2 separate regions of the Mus musculus genome follow, and region 2 is linked to region 1. Evidence: chromatin contacts called from public Hi-C data. All regions are on one chromosome and are shown on one strand. Each heading gives the region's core, a stretch centred on a gene start, on an enhancer-like site or on the middle of the called end of the contact. The rest is flanking DNA. Distances are from core to core; before and after follow the strand shown.

What was found. Hi-C and Micro-C count contacts between places; a contact is called where the count stands out from the background.
Region 2: a Hi-C map of Th1 cells shows a contact between it and region 1, with 1.9 times the contacts expected there. The contact joins two enhancer-like sites. A contact is called at or near these places in 1 of 15 datasets of contacts at CTCF or cohesin (CD8 T cells), 3 of 484 Hi-C or Micro-C datasets (Th1 cells and nephron progenitors), 3 of 115 datasets of contacts at active chromatin or transcription factors (CD8 T cells, double positive thymocytes and intestinal villus epithelium) and 3 of 9 other capture datasets (adipose tissue, embryonic stem cells and liver).

Annotation. Positions count from the first base shown.
Region 1 is chr12:91,180,796-91,187,649 of GRCm38.p6, reverse strand. All of the region lies in intron 20 of Cep128 (centrosomal protein 128), which reads left to right. Among named protein-coding and RNA genes, the nearest start is that of 5430427M07Rik, 140 kb to the right of the region's middle. Within about 2 kb of position 3,484, at least 94 of the 459 cell types and tissues checked have an H3K27ac peak or open chromatin away from gene starts, as enhancers often do. A contact at or near this core is called in CD8 T cells and Th1 cells, where this site is marked.
Region 2 is chr12:91,265,524-91,271,899 of GRCm38.p6, reverse strand. It overlaps Cep128 (centrosomal protein 128), which reads left to right. Exons shown (of 26, transcript NM_181815.3): 15 at 4,814-5,164. Among named protein-coding and RNA genes, the nearest start is that of Cep128, 120 kb to the left of the region's middle. Within about 2 kb of position 2,074, at least 21 of the 459 cell types and tissues checked have an H3K27ac peak or open chromatin away from gene starts, as enhancers often do. A contact at or near this core is called in CD8 T cells and Th1 cells, where this site is marked.

The DNA of each region.
Region 1 (6,854 bases), core at 2,235-4,734:
AGTCATTGATGCGAATGCCCTCCCGAACTCCTTCAGACCAGTCTCATGGAGCCATTTTCTCAGATGAGTGTCCTCTTCCCAAATGACTCTAGCTTGTGTCAAGTTGACATAAACTAGTCAGCACATTCACAAACCAGTGCAGGAAACATTGGTGTCATCAGAATAAGGTAAATGGGTTGTGTCTGTGTAGCTTTTCTAGTCTTGACCCTCAGTGGCATCCATATGTGAAGTTAATTATACTTGCTGGTTTTATGTCAACTTGACATACACTAGAGTCATCAGAGAGGAAGGAGACTCAGTTGAGAAAATGCCTCCATGAGATCCAGCTGTAAAGTATTTTTCTTTTAGTGATTGATGGGGAAGGCCCAGCCCTTTGTGAGTGGTGCCAACCCCAGGCTGGTGGTTCTGGCTTCTGTAGGAAAGCAGGCTGAGCAAGCATGGGGACAAAGCCAATATGCAGCACCCCTCTAGGGCCACTGCATCAGCTCCTGCCTCCTGATTCCTGCCCTGTGTGAGTTCCTGTCCTGACCTCCTTTGGTGATGAGTAGTGATATGAAAGTGTGAGCTGAATAAACCTGTTCCCTCCTCCCCACCTTGCTTTTTTCTCGAGGTGTTTCATAACAGCAACAAAACCCTGACTCAGACACCGATGAAGGGTCAGCAAAAATCTTTATTATTCTGTATGACTATGTGTGATGCTATAATTATCCCTACATTAGAAGAAGACATATGACATATTTGTAATATTTTTAAATTGAAAGTTATTGATGCAAGAAAATCAGTGGCTGAACCAAGTTAACAGTGTATTTTCCGATATAGTTATTTTGACTTTGAATTTTAAAATGTCTAAATTGGGATGTGACTTCAGTGAGTTCTTAAAAACCGACACTGCAGCCTGGGAGATAGCTCAGCCAGCAGTGCGGTGCTCACTTTGAGAGCAGAAGACCTGCTTCCATTCCAGAAACCCACCTAGAACAGCCAAGCACAGTGTCCGGCTCTGTCAGCCCGGCTCTGTGGAGGTGGACACAGGTGGGTCCTGAGGGCTCTCGCCAGCCAGCCTGGCCTGCTTGGTGAGCTTCACGCCATTGAGAGACCCTGGCCAAAGAAAGAAAGAAGGCAGACAGCACCTGAGCAGTAGCACCCAGGGCTGTCCTTTGGCCCCCACATGCATGTATGTACATGCATATGGGTGGGGGCTTCATGCCTTGCTTCTTAGCCATCTCTATTTCAAATGAAGGCGTGGACTAAGAAGGTGTGATCCCCCGTGTTCTGCTGTTTTAATATAGTAATGAGAGATACTTTCACCTTTTGTGTGACTTCAATTTGTATGTTTTTATTCTGTCTTTTAAGAAATTTCTCTTTCCCATTGGTTTCATTTTTTTCCTGATTACTGTGAAGAATAGTTAAAAATAAATAATTTTTGTGCTGTATACATGCTTTTGTCCTTGAACATTTTATTTAACACATTCCTTCACGTGTTTGTGTTACTGTACTCCTTAGACCCTTTTGTTTTGCCCTATTGTAAAGTAGCTCTAACTGTAGTAAGTATCTGATGAACCGACTTCACCAAATAACCTGCAGCAGGTGTCCCACCGACGGCTGGAAATGTCCAAGCCTTGGGATGAAATGAACAGTTATTACGGTGAAGTCATAAAGCCTAAACGTCTGAGTTTGAATCCCAGGGCGTTGTCACCCTGGAGACTGTCTCAGCAGTTTTGGTTTTTATTTCCTCTGTTCAGAACAGCTGATAATGTTTTCCTGGGAAGGGGCCAGCACCAGATCCACAGCTATACATAAAGCATATAAAAGGAAGAAGTCAGCAAACGTTAGTGGCCCTTGTACTACAAACGTCATGGTTTTTGCTTGACTCTCATTGGACGTTGCATTCCAGTGGCTGAGCCTGAGACAGGGTGATGAGGATAGTATAAGGGGAGACTGCACAGGAGCACATGTGAGGTCACAGCCCATGCGTGAGTATAGGACATCAGGTCACTGCTTAGTTACCACATGTTGGGTGCCTACTAAAGTTCTGTTCTAATTTCAGAACTGGAGAGGAATAGAAATCTCTGCAGTCCCGCTGCTTGCACTGCATTGGGTGAGCACAGAATTTAAAAGCAGCTGTATTAGGTATATAAGACTGTTGCTTTGCGACATTAGAGGGCTGCAGCTTGTCTTTTCAATGAGATCAGAGTAGGCTATTAGAGCGAGTGATTAGGTTGAAGAAGAAAATGCAGCAATCCCTGAGGATATCTGAGAGGCAAATGTGCCTGTCAGAGAAAAGCCCCAGCACAGAGATCCTAATACCGTGGCTGTCCAGCCTGGCTGAGGCGCAGCTCGCCTAGAGTAAGGGAGCAAGGATTAGCATTTGGGAGAAAGAGCAAGCACTACGGTGATTAAAAAAAAATCCTTTTCCTTCGAACCATTACAAAAATGAGATCCTGTCAGACATGGCATGGAGCAGGTAGAAGTAAGCTAAGTGTCGGATCTAGTTGAAAATGTAAGCATTCCCTTCCAGGATGCCTGGGCTTGGAGAGCGTCTCTCAGTTAATCTTCCCAGTGCCTGAGGAGGCAACTTACGCCTCTGTGTGGCAGGCAGGGTACCTGCTTCCGTTACCACCCATGTTGACTTTTTCTGGGATGGTCTTTGCTGGGCCTTGTTCCCATGAACCAGTGCTGGTCTTTCTCTTCTCTGTTCCCTCTGCTGTGCTTCCTTCTCCCGGCCTGCATGTACACTCAGTTAAATTCTACAAGGCAGTCTGCTCTGTAGCTTCCCTAGAGTGTGACTACCTTTCTGTAGGAGTGCCAGCCACTCTTAGTGCCTCCTGCTTCCCTTTGAGACTGTACTGGGACTAAAGGTCACTCACTTAGTGCATTAAAACCTTGGACCCTCCACCTTCTTGCCCATGCACTGCTGCCAACTTGCTAAGGCTTTGACTTCTGGGACAGCCAGTCAGTTTGTCTCCTAGAAGGGAGCAAAGAATATGATGCTAGAGAGTTTTTGCCTGCACTTGGTTTTCCTCTCACCAATCTAAAGTGACGTGCTTCTCCCTTTTGGGCAGAGCACGGGGAAGGGGAAATTAATTCCCAGAAGCCATCCCGCTCCGTTTCTTCCCTCTCCGGGCACTTCCTATCTTATCCTACCAAGATATTCCTTACGCTGTAACCACACTAAGCTCTGCTAAGTAAGCACACTGGCTTCACTAAAAGCAGATATGGAGAAAATCAGTAGGTTTTTCTGTAGTGGACAACCGGCCTCTCCTGTTTCATGAGTCCATCCTGTGTATCAGAAGAGAAGTCTTTCCCTTTTAATCAATTTTGTTACCACATATTTTATTACCAAGCCAAAACAGAATCCTCAGTTAGCACTTATGCCTCAGTTCAGACACACATGTGAGGTGAGTAGAATGAATAGCACACACTCAGAGGAAAAAGAATCCAGCCCACTAAGATAAAAGCTATATAGACTTGATGTATATGGTAGGAACAAAACCCAGTTCAATCAACAAAGGGAAGCTGAGTCAATATCTGACGTCAGAGGAGCCCTGTGGCAGATGTAGTAGATCATTTCTCCTGTTTATCAGTTTTTCTACCATTCCCTTGATTTTATTCGAGATGTAGTCTTTTCCAGAATACTGCCTGCTGTGTGGCCTATGTCAACTGCAGAAACCAGATCTCTGTTTCTGGAGAGAAGAGACTTAAGCCCAGCTAATCATCTTCTCATTCCCAGAGGAAGACTGACTTACAGAATGAGCAACTAAGGAGGAATGGGGGTGACGTGCCCTGGCCACGCGTTTAAACGTTAAAGTCCTGGGTGTTGTTTGGTGCCTGCTGAGTAACACACAGCTTCTCCCACTCACCCCTTTACAGCCCTGAACACTGATTATAAAGCCTAAGATCTGTAAGAGCTGAGGAATATAGTTGAGGATTTGAGTTCCACTTTCGTTCTTCTCTGGTGAGGATTTGAGTTCCACTTCCGTTCTTCTCTGGTGAGGCTTTGAGATCCACTTCCGTTCTTCTCTGGTGAGGCTCTTCACCTGGTTCTTCTCAGAAGCAGTTCCTTTTTCTCAGAGTAGAGATTTTCAGCTGTTTTCTTAAAAAGATGGTAACAATCTTGACTGGGTGAGACTGGGAAAATATAACTAATGTAATACTCTACTTGGACCTACCTCCTTTCCTTGAAGTCTATAATCAGAACTTGCAAATAGAGGGAACACTCTTGGTAAAGAAGGCAGGAACCTGGGAGGTCATGGGCAAAACTGTTTGGTTTGGTTCTTTCCCTTTGTATCTGTGTCTGTGTCTGTGTCTGTGTCTGTGTCTGTGTCTGTGTCTGTGTCTGTGTCTGTGTCTGTGTGTCTCTGTCTCTGTCTCTGTCTCTGTCTGTTGTCTCTCTCTCTCTCTCTCTGTGTGTGTGTGTGTGTGTGTGTGTGTGTGTGTGTGTGTGTGTGTATGTATGTGATTGTATATTATCAGTGATTTAAAATGTTCCCTCAAGGTTCAAAGCAAAATTTTCTCATAAATAAAAGCCTATATCAAATACTGGTATATATTCTATGGTTACAATGTCAATAGTTGTTGATATAATTTAAAGAAGTAGGACTCATAGAGTGATGTAGGGAATTCAGAAAGCAGTTTTCTCTTCTCTGACTGCTCTAAATAGTGACTTAAATGTGGGTCAGTGACATCATCTTAAACATTTTGCCAACGAGGGACTGCTTTTTTTTTTTTTTTTGAGCTATGTACTATAGCATAAGTTATTGTCTTTGGATATGTGTGCTAAACATTTCTAGAATGGACAGAGAAACCATCTCGAAGGCTGTTGTACTCGGCCAAGCGTGTGCTTGGGCAGCATCACTGTTCTTATCTGAGAACATACACTGTTCACACTTGATCTTATTTCAGAATTATACCTGATAATGACTGTGTTGCTCTGATAATGATGAGTTTTTGTCTTCATTCTTTGGGAATGCTTTGCCTCAAATCCTGTCTTTAATTAATGGTGAACTAATTATCGTTCAGTGTCTCCCATTGGTAGCTTTTCCTCTACTCAGGGTGATGTTTCTGAATCATGTCTGTTTCTTTTACTCCTCGTGTTTCTAGTATAGGCATCCCCTCTCTAAGGGGTGCAAACAGCCCTCCATCCTTTTAACAATCCCTGTGCTTTCTTCCCAGTGTTTTCCACCCCATTCATAGACTCTAGGTGATGTGATTAACCTAATATACTAAACAACAAGCTATCCTCATTTATGGTTGATGTACAAAATTATCTAAGCAAAATCATTTTTAATGAAAAACAAAAAACTAAAGTGAAAACTGTACTCATTATGAAAAACAAAGCACTTGTGGGGAAATATCTCAGGGAATCCTTGCATATTTCTATTTAACTAAACATCTTTGAAGCGTTAACATTCACTATACATTAAAATGATTTTTATTTAATTGCCACAATTTTCCTTTAAATTATTGATGAGCTTTTTTGATGTGTATCTATCTTGACAAGGTAAAAACAAATCACTAATTTGGTTAAGTATAGTGATGTAGCCTATGGAAAACATTGTTTTTAAGTATATAATTATATTCTAAATTTAAAATAACTGCCTGAACTCTAGATTTAAATACATTGTAGAGTTTAGAATTGGATCTGTTATTTTTAATTCTTGCCTTTTATAACTTTCTGTTGGGCTTTCACGTGATTGTTCATTTGTCACCCCTCTTTTAGAGAAACGTGCACTCTATTTGATGCCTTGTAAGACTCTGAAACCAGTTGATTCCTATTTTTGCCCAAAAGCAAAGAGTGATTCAAATTTATTTTTAATGAGTAAAATGGTTTTTAAATAGGAAAAAATGGAAATTTAAAAGAGCATTTTATGCCCTGTTAAGGAATAAAGTATTTTTTTTTGGTAGACATTAAATGTGCATACTTTGTTTTCTGAACTACCAAATAATTGTACAGATTTGAATGTTCCTTGGAATTTATGCTAAACTTGCACAGCTACTGTGGTGGTGTGAAGAGTTGGGGCCTTTAAGAGATCCTTTAATGGCATCCTGATGGGATTTCATCAGTCTGAGCCCCCCGCCCCCCACTGTTTCCTCTTGTCCTGAGATGCCTCTGACAATGTTCTAATTTGCTGTTGCCTGAGATTTTCATTCATATATACTCATGTTCCCCTCTTGAATAATTCATACACATAATGTCTGACTATGTACTGAAGACATCCTTTTGCTTTTAATTTTACCCGTGCAAGAAATTCAGTGTTCATAGAGTATGGCCTGGCTCTTCCATCTTACGGTATTGCAGTTTGTGTGTGAGCTGTGCCCGCAGACACTTTTGTTCACAGTGCATGTTCTCTGTTGCCATCATCTTGTATCACAGCCATTGCTCTGAATACTTTGAGTAATAGTTTTTTGTGATTGTCATATTTCCTCTGAGGTTTATTCGTGGTGGGATGGCTGGTGGGTGTTGATCTGCAAATAGTGTTTAGAAGCTCCATGGGTCTTCAACCTTCTGGATCTTTCTTTCCTCAACTCAAGTCTGGTGCGTTGCTCAACTCTTCTCTCAAAGGTGTTGCATAAGGCCTGTCTCTGGAGCATGGCGATCCTTCTTTCTCTTTAGATTCTTATCCTGCCTTCCCTGACAGCCAGTTAGAGCCTCTCTGTTTTAATACATTTTCAAAAGTTAAAATCCACACTCAATTTCCTGTCCATTAACTCTTCTTTTTTTCCTTTAAATATTGACTTTTTTATTAGATATTTTCTTTACTTTTCAAGTATTATCCCCTTTCTTGGTTTCCTCTCTGAAAACCCCCTATCTCCCTGCTCAATAACCCATCCACTTCTGTTCCTGGTCCTGGAATTCC
Region 2 (6,376 bases), core at 825-3,324, 86 kb before region 1:
ATTGACTTTGCTTCAATTGAGTTACGTTGAAAAAAAGAATTGGTTCTAAAAGTCCATTCCTGCTTTCACTGGACTTTCAATGTTCAGTTACTTTTAATGGTGCCATAATACTTGAATATGTGAGTATTAGCATAATGCCTTTTAGTGATTAATCTTCCTCAGTTACATATCTGATCATGTTATTCCCTTGCCGGGAAACCTTTGAAAGGCCCAAGTGGATTTTGGCATCCCCTCAGCTCCATTTCTGACCTTAGTTTCCAGTCTTTTTTTTTTAGCCTTTTAGAACGAGCAGTCTTCATCATTAACGATGGGGGCTCACAGTGTGGACTCTTGATTATGCTACTCTTGGCTGAGTTTCTCGTTTCCACTCCTTTAGACAGATCTTTTCCTTACCTGCTTGCTTCATCTTCCTTTTCTTGCCTTTTGATATCTCACTGAACAGATGGGCTCTATCGAATCTACGGACTGAAATCATGTTTTCGATAGCTAACATCAGTGGTCTTGTGTCGTGCAGCCCCATCCCCCACCCAATAGCCTTTGCCCAGTCAGCACTTCTTGTGTGGCGCTTTCCTCAGTGCCTGCCTGACACGCGGCCTTTGCTCTTAAACATTCGAGGTAGGAGATGTTTACCTCTGCTTTGCACATATCTGTTTATTCATTTATTTATATATATAGTGTTTATGTTTTGAGACAGGGTCTTGCTATGTGCCTTAGTTAACCTGGAACTCACTCTGTATCTCATGCTGACATCGATTTTTTGTTAATTTTCCTGCTTCAGCTTCCCAAATGTTGGAATTACATGCTTGAACCAGAATGTCCAGCGAGATAGGAAGGTTTCCAAAACCCCTATTCCCCCAATACTGGGGTTTGATCCCATGGCCTTGTACATGCTAGGCAAGTTCTTTACCTCTGTACTATGACTCTAGCTTCTGGTTCTTATTTCAAATTACCCTGTGATTCTCTGCCCCCCTGCCTCCCCCCGCTCCCCGCCACCCGGTTTCTACAAATTTCTAGAAATAACTATGGATTGATGTTTATTTATGTAATTCCTATTCCATGATTCCTTTCTGGTTTTGACCATTTATATAAAGATTAAAGTTATTTAGCCTATATTCGGGATTGGTGCAGTGATGTATCACTTGACTCCCAAGGACTTATGGCTAGTCCTTTCTGTGTAAGTAAAATACTTTAACTTCCATTGCTTGCTCTGCTTCAAGTCCCTCTAACATGTAGGCATTGTACACTTGCTTTTAAATTCTGGCCTCTGGTCAGATGTAAAAATCTGTTCTTAATTTCTTCGATGTGCCACTTATTCTTGAGGAGGTTTGAGATCCTGTGTGGGTTGTGAATCCTAGGAGTGGTTGATGTTCTTTGGCTCACTTTGTAAGTGGAGTAGCTTTGCTTCCGATGGCTCAGTCCCAGAGCTGGGATTTGAAGTGAACCCTGTGTGAGGCTTGCTGCTCTTTACTTTGCTTAGTCTGTGTAAATAATGCGCTTTGTGTTGAATGTCTTTTTCTTTTTTTTTTTTGCCTTTGAGTTTGAATTTTGATATGTGTGTTAGGCAGATGGTGCTTATGTGACCATCCCATAGTTAAATCTCAGAGCTAAACCTTGTAATGAGTTCACTGCTAGAGGGATTGTGCGTTCCATCTTTAACTCTGCTGGGAGAGAACTGGACACTCGCTCCTATTCTCCATGGGCATATGCCTCTGTCCTGATTTCCTCTGCTCAGTTTTCTTGATATCCTTTAATTTTACTAAACTGTGTCTTAAGGTTGACTATAAAGTACTGTGTCCTTTACATCCTTCTGGAGCTCACTAAACCCGAGGCCTTTAACACAAACACACATCAACATTTTCTCCCCTTTAAAGACTGAGAGGAGAAATGGAAATGAGTTGTATGAAGTTTTCAGGTTTAGTTGGAAGTTCTAATAACATTTTAATAATGTATGGGAAGTAATTTTTAGATAAATAGGGGGTTTTCTGTGTTTTTTGACTTTCCCCTTAAACTGCATCTAAACAGTGACTAAATGTCATCACTAGGGGGCCTGAGTTAGTTCTATACCTTCTAATCATAAAGCTGCCTCCAGGAAATAGCATTACTGGCTTATTTATGTACTGATGATGGAGTCATATAGAGGCCACCGAGGAAGACATATTAGCCCTTGGAAAGATTCCGAGTTGCATGGGTAAGTCACTTTGGTGGTACCCTGCCTTAACTGCCTCAGTTTAGCCTATAAAGGAAGAGTTGGATTGCATACTAAAGTGACTGAAAGATGGTAGAGTAGTAAAGGAGCGAGTTTGGAATGGCCATAGAATAAATTGGAGAGAGGTGGGGAAACATTCCTGAGTGCTGGAAGGTGGCTCCTGATTTGTGATTGGATTGACTAATGTTTCTGTGTGATTTTTTTTTTCCTCCCTCAAGAGATTCAGAGCTTGTGGTAGGGATTAGGAAATTGCCTAGTTCACCCACTGTTCATGGTTTTGTTAAGGAAAGAGTTTGAGAGGTCAGCAAGAAAGTGAGCAAAGTGAAAGAATATGGAAGTTATGAACCCGGGCTTGAAAGTTCACAAAAAAGATGCCAAGGGAGACGTCCTCTCTTTGATAATGATCAGGTACAGCAACAGGAAGGAACCTGCCAGTGTTAGTTTTCACTCATGTTCAGTGTTACTTGGAGGTTGGCTGTGAAGAGCTTGCCAACTAAACTGTCAGTTTCTTTGACATTTACGCAATCTAGAAGCCATGTGTCTGACACAGAGTAGCCTTGATCACTCTCCTTGTAAGTCTTGTTGCCAAAACAGACAGGAAGGACCCCCCTCCCCAACTTTGTTGTTGTTAAATGTGGAATCAGGTGGCTGTTGCTCATTGATAAGATTGGTTTTTAGAATATCAGTAAAGCTTGTAGCATAAGGGCAAATGGTAAACCACAATCACTAGGGTTTTCTGATCTCAGCTTAGAAATTTTCCATGCAAACAAGTGCACACTTCTCAGTTTACTGTTTGATTTGGGTGGACAATGGAGTGACTCAAGTCTTCCAGGCTTCCTTGAACTTGGTGAACTGAGAAAATGAAAACCTGTTGCTCTGAAAGTGAACCTTGGTTTCAAGGCTTTGGGATTTGTTTGAAAAGAAACGTTTTTTGTATACTGTCAAACTGACTTTTTAATATTGAAAAAGTTTTTTGTCCTCATATACTATATCCCAATTATGCTTTCCCTTCTCTCTACACCTCCCAGTTCCTCTACAACTCCCCTCCCATTTGGATCCAACCCCTTTCATTAGAAAACAAATAGGATTCTATTTGATGATCTCATGTAGATTGTATATATATATATATATACACACACACACACATATATATACACACACACATATATACACACACACATATACACACACACATTTTATATATATATATAATGTGTGTGTGTATGTGTGTGTGTGTACTTTTTATTTTTTATTATTATTGGGAAGCTTCTGCTGTATTATGTTTTCATACTATCCTTCGTTTTAGTTGTCTCTCCCTGTAGTCCCTCCTCATCTCTCTCTCTCTCTGTTCCTCTTTCTCTCTGTCTCTCTTCTCCTCTTTTCTGCTTGACCCTCCTGTTAGAAGCCTCCCCCACTTCTAAGCATAACTGTCTATTCCTTTTCCCTTTCCTAAGGAGCTCTATCTTGCCCCTCCTAGCCCCTTTCTTTATACCTGCCCTCTGGGATCCTATGGATTGGAGCTTGGTTATCATTGAATTTCAGGGGAACGGAGCTCTGCTTTGACTCATTGACTGTGCCTGATGGAATTGAGGCTGGAAAGTGCTGCTGGGTTTCTGTCCGTGGTCCAGCCTGCCTGTTTGTCAGTGCCTTTGTGCATATAGATGGTGTTTGCTGCCATGATTCACAGCTACTTTAGCTTGTTGGATTCACTATTATTTGTACCTGTGGCTTTTTAGAGTTCCTTTTGTCACTTCTTGGCAGAGCAAAGTGACTCCCAGGAGGGACAGCTCTGGTAAAACACTCTAAATACTTATTTCTGTGCTTGGGACTTCCTTACAAAACTTTTTGAGTGAAATAACATTAACTCATATAATACCAACCTCTTATTTTTTAATTCAGTATTTAATTATTTTCATGTTGAATATGTTTATACATCATGATTAAGTATAAACTTCCAAATGTAAAAATTACCCACCACTCCCTGCTTGAGGAGAACTACATTTTACGATACTTGCCTTGAGCAGAGAAATGTCCTGAATAAATTTAACTTTATTTAAAAATCTATACTGCAGTGGTTCATATCAGCTTGAGAGAAGTGCTGGAAATAACAGAGGCCATTTCACACGGGATCTTTGAGAGGAACTCTGAAGTATAGTGTTATCTACAGTAGTGTGTCCATCATCAATGCTCATGTTATCGTTAGTAGTTTATTATTTTATTGTAATAAAGTTTCAGGTGCTGCTAGAAAGTAAAATGCTACATAATTGCTTCTAAGACTTTTCTAATAAGCTGACACATTTTAAATCACTGACATTGCTTCTGTTGAACAAAAAACTAGATTTTTACTAAAATAACACATTTTTCTTAGCACTGCCATCCATTTTTGTGGCAATTACAAAGATACGGTGTGAAAGAGAGATAATAGTTTATCCGCAGCTAATTTGACTGTTAAATACACAGAGGGAACTGTACATTCTAGATTGACTGTGAATGAAGTTGGGCAGTGATGACTTTTGTCTCCGTGACAGTTCAGTGTCTTAGTTTGCATGGTACATACCCAACACTGACAAGAATTTCACCCTAACGTTCCATGTGGTTAATTCCTAGAACCTAACCCGGGACTTGGAGAACCGGGAAAAGCAACAGCTGCAGATGTTGGACCAACTGACGGAGATCCAGAATCACTTTGAGACCTGCGAGGCCAATCGTAAGCGGACCGACCTCCAGCTCTCAGAGCTGAGTCAACACGCAGAGGAAGCGACCAAGCAGGCGGAACACTACCTTAGTGAGTTCCAGAGGTCAGAGACCCTGCGAGAGGAGGCTGAGAAGAGGAGGGAGGACCTGAAAGCCAAGGCCCAGGAGTCCATCCGGCAGTGGAAGCTGAAGCATAAGAAGTTGGAACGGTCAATGGAGAAACAAGCTGAAACCCTTGTCCAGCTGACAGAGAAGAACAACCAGGTATATGAGCCAGGTTCTTAACGCTTTGTTTATGCAAGCTTTGAACAAGAGCTTGAGGGCCATGCTGTGTCTCTAAGTATTGAGACATCCTCAAACAGAGAGCTCTCAAGTATTGTCTACTTGAAGGGAAAACTTGATTTAGAATTTGGATTTTCCAAATCCTCTAAAATATTTTAATATTTGTTGGCTTTTCAGAGTTGAGGGATCTTCTACCTTCTGTCTCAGTTTATCTTATGAGTTCCCTAAATTGAATTATTTTTCAGTTATCTTACTTTCCAGAGGAAAAGTCACCTCATTTTCCTTAACAACATGTGGCTTTCCCCTCCTGCATGTATTTTCCAGTCTTATTTATTTAAGTATTTTGATTTAAGAATAGGGTAGAAAGAAGGCATGTTAAAAATGTAGTAGTTACTAACGTGTGACTCTGGAAGGTGTTATAATACGGTGATCTAAGTGAGTGACATTGGTGGTCTCATTGACAGCAAGTGCCATGGGATCACAGGGCTCCTTATGACTAGTTTATGATCTTGTGACAGCAACAGAATGACTGCTGCTCATCTTTCTATGTATTCACATTATCTTGTCTCTTGTGTAATCAGTTACTATAAATAGATTTTTTTTTTTGATGCTTCTGGGTTGATTTTCACCTATATATTTGGGTTGAACTAAACTCCAGTGTTAATAAGAATAAAAAGCCATGGCTGATTTTGTCTTGGTTCATCATAGGTACTTTGTTGTTTGTCAAGAACTCAGAATAGTGCAGAATAATCATGTGGTTAAGTGGATACTCTGGTAGTAATAACACTAACATCAAAACATGAAAATGCCAGGCGATTATATTTAAAGGATTGCTTGACATCATCACTGATAATGGTGCATGCTCATTTTCAGTCAGATGTCATGACTGTGAGACCTTATCTTTTCCGTATGCGTTTTTCAGATTTAAGATCAAGGGAGCCTGTGCTCACTGTGGAATGAATGCTTTTCGTTTTGGCTCATCTGACACACAGTGAGTGGCTGGTTGCCAGGAGGTAAAGCAGTCCTAAAGTGCTGGACTTGAATCTAAATTGATTTGATCCCAGCAAATTCCTCAACCTTGATTACACTGTTGTCGGCCTGGCCTGGCAGCTGCTTCTGTGATCATGCCTGGAAGGGAAGGCAGCTAGAGAGCAGAGTTGCTATTGATTGACTGTGAGCTGTCTGGGGACTCTT